Linked DNA regions of Mus musculus: region 1 is linked to region 2. Evidence: chromatin contacts called from public Hi-C data. All regions are on one chromosome and are shown on one strand. Each heading gives the region's core, a stretch centred on a gene start, on an enhancer-like site or on the middle of the called end of the contact. The rest is flanking DNA. Distances are from core to core; before and after follow the strand shown.

The links. Hi-C and Micro-C count contacts between places; a contact is called where the count stands out from the background.
Region 1: a contact with region 2 is called in a Hi-C map of pancreatic cancer cells, with 1.7 times the contacts expected there. The contact joins the enhancer-like site here to the promoter of Mid1 in region 2. A contact is called at or near these places in 1 of 15 datasets of contacts at CTCF or cohesin (the NIH/3T3 cell line), 23 of 484 Hi-C or Micro-C datasets (the AML12 cell line, the HL-1 cell line, brain and 12 more), 6 of 115 datasets of contacts at active chromatin or transcription factors (embryonic brain, embryonic fibroblasts, embryonic stem cells and 1 more) and 4 of 9 other capture datasets (adipose tissue, liver, macrophages and 1 more).

What each region holds. Positions count from the first base shown.
Region 1 is chrX:169,935,434-169,939,684 of GRCm38.p6, reverse strand. All of the region lies in intron 2 of Mid1 (midline 1), which reads right to left. Among named protein-coding and RNA genes, the nearest start is that of G530011O06Rik, 41 kb to the left of the region's middle. Within about 2 kb of position 2,389, at least 18 of the 459 cell types and tissues checked have an H3K27ac peak or open chromatin away from gene starts, as enhancers often do. A contact at or near this core is called in the NIH/3T3 cell line, pancreatic cancer cells and uterus, where this site is marked.
Region 2 is chrX:169,877,151-169,881,227 of GRCm38.p6, reverse strand. It overlaps Mid1 (midline 1), which reads right to left and starts at 1,609. Exons shown (of 10, transcript NM_001290505.1): 1 at 1,319-1,609.

The sequences.
Region 1 (4,251 bases), core at 1,140-3,639, 58 kb before region 2:
ACTGAGCCCCATACAAATAATATTTTACTACAATTTTCCTTTTATACATTTTTGTCTTTGGTATTGGGAATGGAAGCCAGAATCTTGTATGTGCCAAGAAAGAGCTCTAACATTGAGCTAAATACTCCCATTCAAAGGGACATTCGTGAAAGACATATTTAGGAGGCAATTTGTAGATTTAGAAAGGAACACCAAGGTCTGAAAAGAATTATTTTAACTGTTTATATATTTGAAATATAAGAAAATGGCTGGCAAGCTGTGGTTTTCTTTTTTATCTGATGGGCAAATTCGGCCAACACAATAGAGACTGTAATCTTTTGAAATTATTACAGCCTTTTCCACTTGTTACTACAAATATTCGTTGCTGATAAAATACCTTATAGGGTTTTTTAGTGTTCCAGTTGTTGAAAAATGAACAATCAGATATAAAATAACTGTAACATATATGCATTGGACTTGAGAAATTGAAAAATATTTGGAAAGGGAAGACTTGGGCTTAGGAATGTTTATAAAATATTAGGCAAATATAGATCATTGTGCAGGGGTGACAAAGAGCTGAGGGAATGGTGAAGATAAGAGAATTGTGCTAAACTATAATGTTCCATCGTGAACCTTGCTTTGCTCTTTTAACAATAATCAAGAGTTACTACAGGAAAAGGCAGAAGAATTTGTATAGAAATTACTCACTTTTATTTTCATAAAATATATGGTCCAGCTTTTTAATAATCAATTTTTTTGTCTGTAGAATTATAGAAAAAAAGCTTAAAATCTGCAGTAAGCAAGGAAAGATACAAGCATTCAGAAAACACCAATCAGAACTGAAAGGTGATGTATGTATGTATCTTTTGTTCAATAATTCCCTGGGTCAAGCATTTGAGGGTAGAATTTTCAATTATTTCCTATGCTTTACAGATGAGAAAAGTAGGCTTAGAGAGGATCAGGTTTTTTTAGTCCTTAAATCTACAGAACTCTAAAATGGGAAGATCAAGGTATATGTTTAAAATCAGAATTCCTTTTGCTTCAAAGCTGACAAACCATAATATGCATTGGAACAAGATCTCCTCCATGGCTTCCTGTGTGTATCTGTGCACTGGAGTTACTAGAGTATGCCATCAAACCTGGCTTTTTTTCCTGCAAACATATGTTGTAGGGTCAAACTCATGTTTGCATTGCAAACTCTGTATTAAGTGAGATATCTCCCAGCCTCTAAATTCACATTCATAGGGAAGGCAAATAATCATATCGCAAATGATAAAATGAATTTAGGGCTCATTAGATCCATTCATTGATATAATATTTAGGTATGAAAGATCTGCTGAGTATTCCATATTTCTCTATGCATATAAAATGATTCCATAGAGAGTTACATGTTTGGACCCGTATTTTTATTTCTTTATATTACTATAGAATATAGACCGTCTTCATTAATATTCACCACAGAAAAGGGGATTCTTTGCTCTTTTTATGGACCATTGGTGATAAAAGAGGAGCAAAAATACTCTGTCTCTCTTTCTTTCCTCTTTGCTAAGTTTTATAATGTGCCAAATTTGGGTCATGGCTCTTTCTGCTTTAATAGTGCTAGTGATTAGTCAAGGCAAAGATTAGACTTCAAGGCCTGTATCCTTAAGCTTCAAGTTCTCTGGCTGTAGATAGTCATTCTTCCCACCCTGTGAGCCCGTGTGTGTGTGTGTGTGTGTGTATGTGTGTGTGTGTGTGTGTGTGTGTGTGTGTGTGTGTGTGTGTGTGTATTATGTGCATGCCTGGAATTGAGACTGAATCCAGATAGGTGTGCTGCCACTTAGCTATGCCCTAAGTCCTCATTAATATGCTCGGTAAATTTGCCATGGCCTTGTGCTTTACATTAAAATTGTTCCAATATGCTAAGCTGTTCCAATACACTAAGATACTAGATGTTGAGCAAGGCACTTGGACCTATATTCCCTCATTTCACACTCCCATGATCACTAACAGCCAAATAATATACTTTCCTTCCAAGGATCAAATAAATACTAGTTGAATGTGCTTTTCAAGCTGTCAGTCTGAAGAATTACAAATTCTTCTTCTTACTGCAAATGCCGGGCAATTGTGTGTTCTTGGTGTCAAACCGACAAACATTCTTGAGGCTTATCACAAACAGACTTAAAGCAGTTTCCTGAGAGACAGCTCAGCTTCTTTCTATTATCATCCTGCCCAGGCCTTTAAGCCTTTTTCTAGAGGTCTTGATGAATCCTCAGAAGAAAACAACTACAGCCACTACTTCACTTAAGGAGCTGATCAATGAGCAAGTCAGTGAGACCTTTGTTTGTTGAGGCCCTGTACAGGTCGGTTTGAACACTCTGGAACAAGAACACTTCCCTTTAACCTCTTCTTGCCTATGACTCATGGAGCTTCCAGAAGTAACTGACCATGCTCAGCCTGAAATGAACGCCTGCCCCTTTCACTCTTAGCTTGGAAATTGACACCAACAGAAAGCAACTAAGCTTTGTATGTTAAAGGAGACGGAAATATGAACTCTCTACTGGGTCAGGATATTTGTTCTAAAGCACAAGTTTATAAAAATCCCATAACAGAAAAAGCACACCCCATAACACACACACAGCTGGCCATATTAACACAATAGCACTTCCGTGAGTTCGTCTCTCATGTCTCTCTTCCTAGAGGTAGTCATCTTAAAGTAGGAATTACAGCAACTGCTTCAGAGCCCGGCTATTTATCTGACCTATTCCCCTCGTCAGGAAGGATACCAGGCCTCTAAGGAAAGCATGTGAGGAGACTGAGTGTTCAGCCAGTGAATAGCAGACCTTTAATAAAAAGGCATCTAGTCTGGATTTTGGCATGGCTAAGAGCACTCATACTGGGTCCTAACCTGCAATTCCAAAGAAAGGAATGTCAATGCCCTCTTTTGAGTATTTCTACAGAAACACAATTTCACTTCAGCTTCTAGAATTAGGCAATTTATATATATATCAACACCGAAGTCAGCAATCTTCAAGAATTACTCACACTGACAACTATTTATCAGATTGACCTTCTTGGAATTTTTTCCATAGTTCTTTTATGTACTCTTTTGCCATGTGATCTTTAGTTCTAGACCCTGGAAGCAGAGGTATATCTATGTTATTAATTTCTGCATTCCCAGAATTTACCCATTCTTATCTCATAGCAGCTACATAAGAATCCTTGGGTGAATGAGAAGGGTTTATTTTCATTAGTTAAAAAAGATATAATTTGACAAAGCAGATAAGGAAAAGAGCATTTGTAAAGGCACAGAGTGGTTGGTCTAATAACAATGTGGGTAAAACCCAATGTTTTCTTTATATTGCCAACAAAAAGCAAAGAGATGTAAGGGTGGTGGCAGATGATACTACTGCTGCTCTCTGCATTCTGCATGACTGTTACAAAAAGCCCATCCAGGGTCATGGGTGGTGCACAGAAGCCTCCTTTTTTGAGGTCTTTCACTCCAGGACTGTCTTCCCCTAGGTGACCAGCAATGAGAGTCTTCTGTTTTCCCACTGTAAGAACAAGAATAACAACCAACCAGACCCCTCCCCCCAGAGCTCCCAGGGATTAAACCACCAAACAAAGAGTGCACATGGAGACTCCAGCCGCATATGTATCAGAGGATGGCATTTTTGAGCATCAATGGGAAGAGAGGCCCTTGTTCCTGTGAAGGCTCAATGTCCCCTTCCCCCCCCCCGCCCCCCCCCCCCCCCCGTGCAGGGGAATGCAAGCAGGGTGGCAGAAGTGGGTGGGTGGTTTGGGGAGCACCATCATTCATAGAAGCATGGGGAGGGGATGGGATAGGGTGTTTCCAAGAGGGAAACCTGGAAAGGGGATAACATTTGAAATGTAAATTAAGAAAATACCCAATAAAAACAAGAAAACAGCTAAAGTGACAGAACCTACTGAGTTAGAACTGGTCTAAGCTCCCTGTTTATCTTGTTATTAATCTCTTTTTTAATTTATCTAGGGTATAAAACCATGGAATCACGTCAAATACCAGCTTCTCTTTCTTTGATGATTCAAAAACTCAAACAAGGACATGAATAAACAACATCTGCCTGTACCCTTAAAAATAGTCTTGTTTCTTAAGCCATCTAATTCCTCTTACCACTCACTGCTTCTAAAAAGTCAGTTTTGCCACTTAGCTTGGTATAGTGTGAAGGGCAAATCAAATTACTGCTAGCCTTTAGAATTAAGCAATGGTTATTCAAAGTATCCCATATTAGGGACCAGAAACACAACTCAACC
Region 2 (4,077 bases), core at 360-2,859:
AATTTGCTGAAAGCACACACACAGTCTTTCATGTGCTTTTTTCTGTACTCCTGCAATTTCCCAAGCTCGTCCAGAAGAGCAAGTTAGCGAATAAGAAATGTGAGGGCCTTTGCTCCTGACCTTTCATGCAGGGCCTCTGCTTTACCTCTGCGGCAGTGAAACGGAAAGTCGTAAACCCCTTGGCCCAACCACTCATGGGAAGGTTTACTTTCGCCTAAAGTGAACACTTTGGGGTGGGGCACACCCAACTCAACTGGAAGAAAAAAGAGAAGAGGTTTTCCGGTGACAAAACAGATGCTCAGTTTCCCACCCGGAGTTACTCCGCTCTGGCAAGAGTAACTAGCATTCCTCCCCGGGAGTCTCTGTCCTTCCCAGTCACTGAAAGGCTTTTACTTTTGTCTTTCCCTTGTGAGTATCGATCTCGGCAATAAAACATTGACGTAAGATTTTTTTTTCCAACTGTGATAGAGTTGTAAATTACACCCTCTTCTAGGCTTTGTAATCCAGTCTTTCCTTTTCTCTTTTTCCTCAACGGCAAAGCTATAAACCTCATAAACTTCTACCTAAGTTGATAAGGAATTGTATCCCTATGCCCTAGAGCGACGGAAGAAGCTGCTGGCTTGGAATTCTTCACAGAGACACACTCAAGACCGGTCTCCCTTCAGTACTTCCGGGACTGTGTTCTTACGTCCAGCAGCAACACAAAATACAACTCCTAAAGTGCTAGAACGGTTTTTAAAAAAGTCTGTAACACCCCCCTCCCCCCTCCCCGCGCCTGCCTCCGCTGGAAGTGCAGCTTGTTCCATCCAGACTGCTTTCGCCTTCTCAGCCTCGGACACACAGTAAAGTGCTCAAAACGTGAAAGCAAAATAAGATAAGAGTCCCAGCGTGCTTCTTTGTCAGACTGTGCAGTTGTCTTTATTCTAACCTGAAGCATAATAGGGTAGAGGCTAAAAGCTTGAGATGAATCCAGCACAATACATTCCAGAGGCCCGCAAACTGGAATTGATTTGCATATTCCACAAACCGCTCTGAACCTTTTACAAAGACTGCCTGACATCAGCAACCACTCTTAGAAGCAAAAGCTGGCGCGGGTAGGTAGTAAGGACGAGGCAGTGGGGTGCCGGCAGGTGATGTGCTTTCTAAGGTAGCCTTAGGAAGAGAAGGCAGTCCCCTCCTTCCACCTAATGGATCTGCTGGAACGCTGCGTTTGATCACTCCGCCCGCTCTGGGAGTAACAGGTCGCAGGGGCCCCAAGCTAAAGCCCTCCTTCTGTGGCTGGCGCCAGCACAGCTACAATCACAACCCCCAAGCTTACCTGCCTCATGTTTAGAATTCCATGACCCATCCGGCAGGGAGCAAGCTGCTCGGAAGCGCACCCGCAGGCTTCCAAGCGCAGACACCAAAGCCGGCAGAAAAGCCCACAAGACAAAAGCAACTCGGTCGAATCCACAGGCAGCAAAGAGCACGTTTTTCGTCCCCCTCCCTTTTTATTCTTTGATCTGCTTCTAGACGCTCTCTACCCAAGACAATGTCAAGTTTCTCAACCTTTCCTTTTCCAGCCTATGAAAAGTCGGGCGCAGGCTAGCGAGGACCGCCTGGCTCTTATTTCAAATCAGTTCACAGGGACGTCGTAGGCGGCGGGCTCCGGTCGCGGAGAGCCTCGCCAATCAGGAGCAGTGGGTGGACCTGGGTGCAGGAGAGGCTGCCTTTACCAGGATTAGGGCAGCTTTCAGGAGTCAAATGACTGGAAGCAGCTGGATGTTGTGTCAGAGCTCCCCAAAGTAAAGGATGAGTTCTATTCTTGTCTAACAGACTGCATCTGCTCAAAGCTTAACTAGCTCCGGGCCTTAAACCCTTGCACTTTAAGAGCCCCTTAAAAGCATTAAAGCATTTTAAAGGTGAAGAATGATTTCAGCGAGAAAACCTCAACCCTCAGGACCCAAAGATATTTTTTAAAGTGTATCTTGTTCTAGATACCTAGTTTTGTAAAAACAGTGAAGGGAAAAACCACACTGCTGTAAGTATCACTCTAACTGAAATAAGCAACCAAGACAGTTACCCACCTCGTCTTCACATAAACTCTATATCCAACCTAAAGAAGCAAATGTTAATGGGACTGAGCACACAAACATTTTGAAATACAGGACTTGAGGAAGAATCTTCATCGATGGTGACTGAAAGCACAATTTCAGATAAAACATCTCCTAATTAGAACAATGAATACAGAAATTTAGTTAATGAAACTTCTTTTTACATAAGTGTATGTACCTCTTTGAGTGTTTGAGTTTATCAGTGCTAAACTGGTAAGCTCACTAATTTATATATATATACAAAAAATATATATATACAATATATATATATTCCCAAACAAGTGCTCACAGTTTGAGGATAATCCAATATATATATTAAGTTTTTGCAGTATTAGTAAATAATAACAGATAAAATAATGATTTAGTGGTTTCAGGAGTGCTGGAGGTGTGGTTCAATATGTGTGAGCTTGGCTGAGTTCTCTGAGATTTTGGCAGCAGGGCACCAGCACCTGGGAGTCCATAGCTCTGCCTCAGCTCCCCACTGAGAAGTTTTAGAGTCCCCCTAATCACACCAGCTGCCCTCAATCCATTTATTTGTTCTTCAGAGTCATTCACTATGGCCTAGACCCAAGCTTGTTTAGCCTTTTCACATGGTGATACCTTACTAAAACAAATCACACACACACACACACACACACACAAAACACACAGATACACACAACACACACACTGAGAGAGAGAGAGAGAGAGAGAGAGAGAGAGAGAGTCCTAATGTTTTAAATACATTTATAATGTTGTGTTGCACAGTATTCACAGTCATCCTTAGCCACATGCATCCTTAGGGTCATGGGTTAGGTTGAACAAGGTTGGGTAGATGAAGGCTTCTAAACTTTGAAATTACTAGCATTTGCAGACAAATAATTCCTCACCATGGACCTAGCTGTTCAGTGTGTTGTCAAATATTTAGCAACATCAGGACCTTTGCCCACTAGATGATCATAACTGATTAATATAATATAAAGATATCACTGGATGTCTTCTAGGGATCAAAACCAATGTTTGTTAAAACCAATTCTAGTTAAACATGTGAGAATGCTCATGCCCCTGGTCTAAGAGAAACTGATTGGGTTGGTATACCAATGATGCTGGGAATCCATACTTTATCCCAGTGCCAACGGGCTCTGATTCACTTTGAGGAAAGTCTGCATCTACCACTGCCCTAGATATATCTTAGCTCAGGATGCACTTGATGTTGGATGACTATGTTTAGATAGGGGGAAAACAGGAAGCAATCTGGATCTAGAAAGAAAATAGGCCCAAGTATGGAGAAACTTTTAGGTAAGAAACACCCAACTAATCACTCGTCAGGATTTGAAATAAATTAAGCTTAATGTTTCATCACTTGGAAATTAAGCATTAAAATACTTCAACTTATTTCCCTTCATTTTTTTTAACATTTGTTTAGTGTGTGTGCCTCCTGAATGCAAAATTACATATGTATGCTGCAATCCTGGGCTTCAAGTTTAATTATAGCTTACAACTTAATAATTCTATGCATTTAAGAGGTAGAAATATCTTAACAGTTTCTGTGTTAACTGACTAAATGTAGCTGATTCTTTATTCTTTTCCTTTAAAAACTTTGTTAAGACACTCATCTTTTGAATTTAAAGATGGATTTTGTTTGATTTCTTTTGATCTGTGTCTTGAAACAGGGATTTGTTGTGCTGTGTAATCTGGTCTCAAACATCTGGGCTCAAAGTTGCCCCAGTCTCCTGAGCTCTGTAACTTTAGGTGCACTATATTGCAACCACCTAAAAAGGTTTTTTTGTTTTTCCCACACCTATTCTCATAGCATTTCTGTCCATTGGCAATTAAAGCCCCATCTTGACTTAAGTACAATCTTCTTCTGCGCCCCAAAAGTAACTTGGCTACATTTTTACTATGATTTCATATCATACTTGTAAGAGGAAAATTACTTAAAAGTTGTTTTGCTTTTACTGAATGCCATCCCTAGATCCTGAGGTCATTGATGACTATGTCAGTC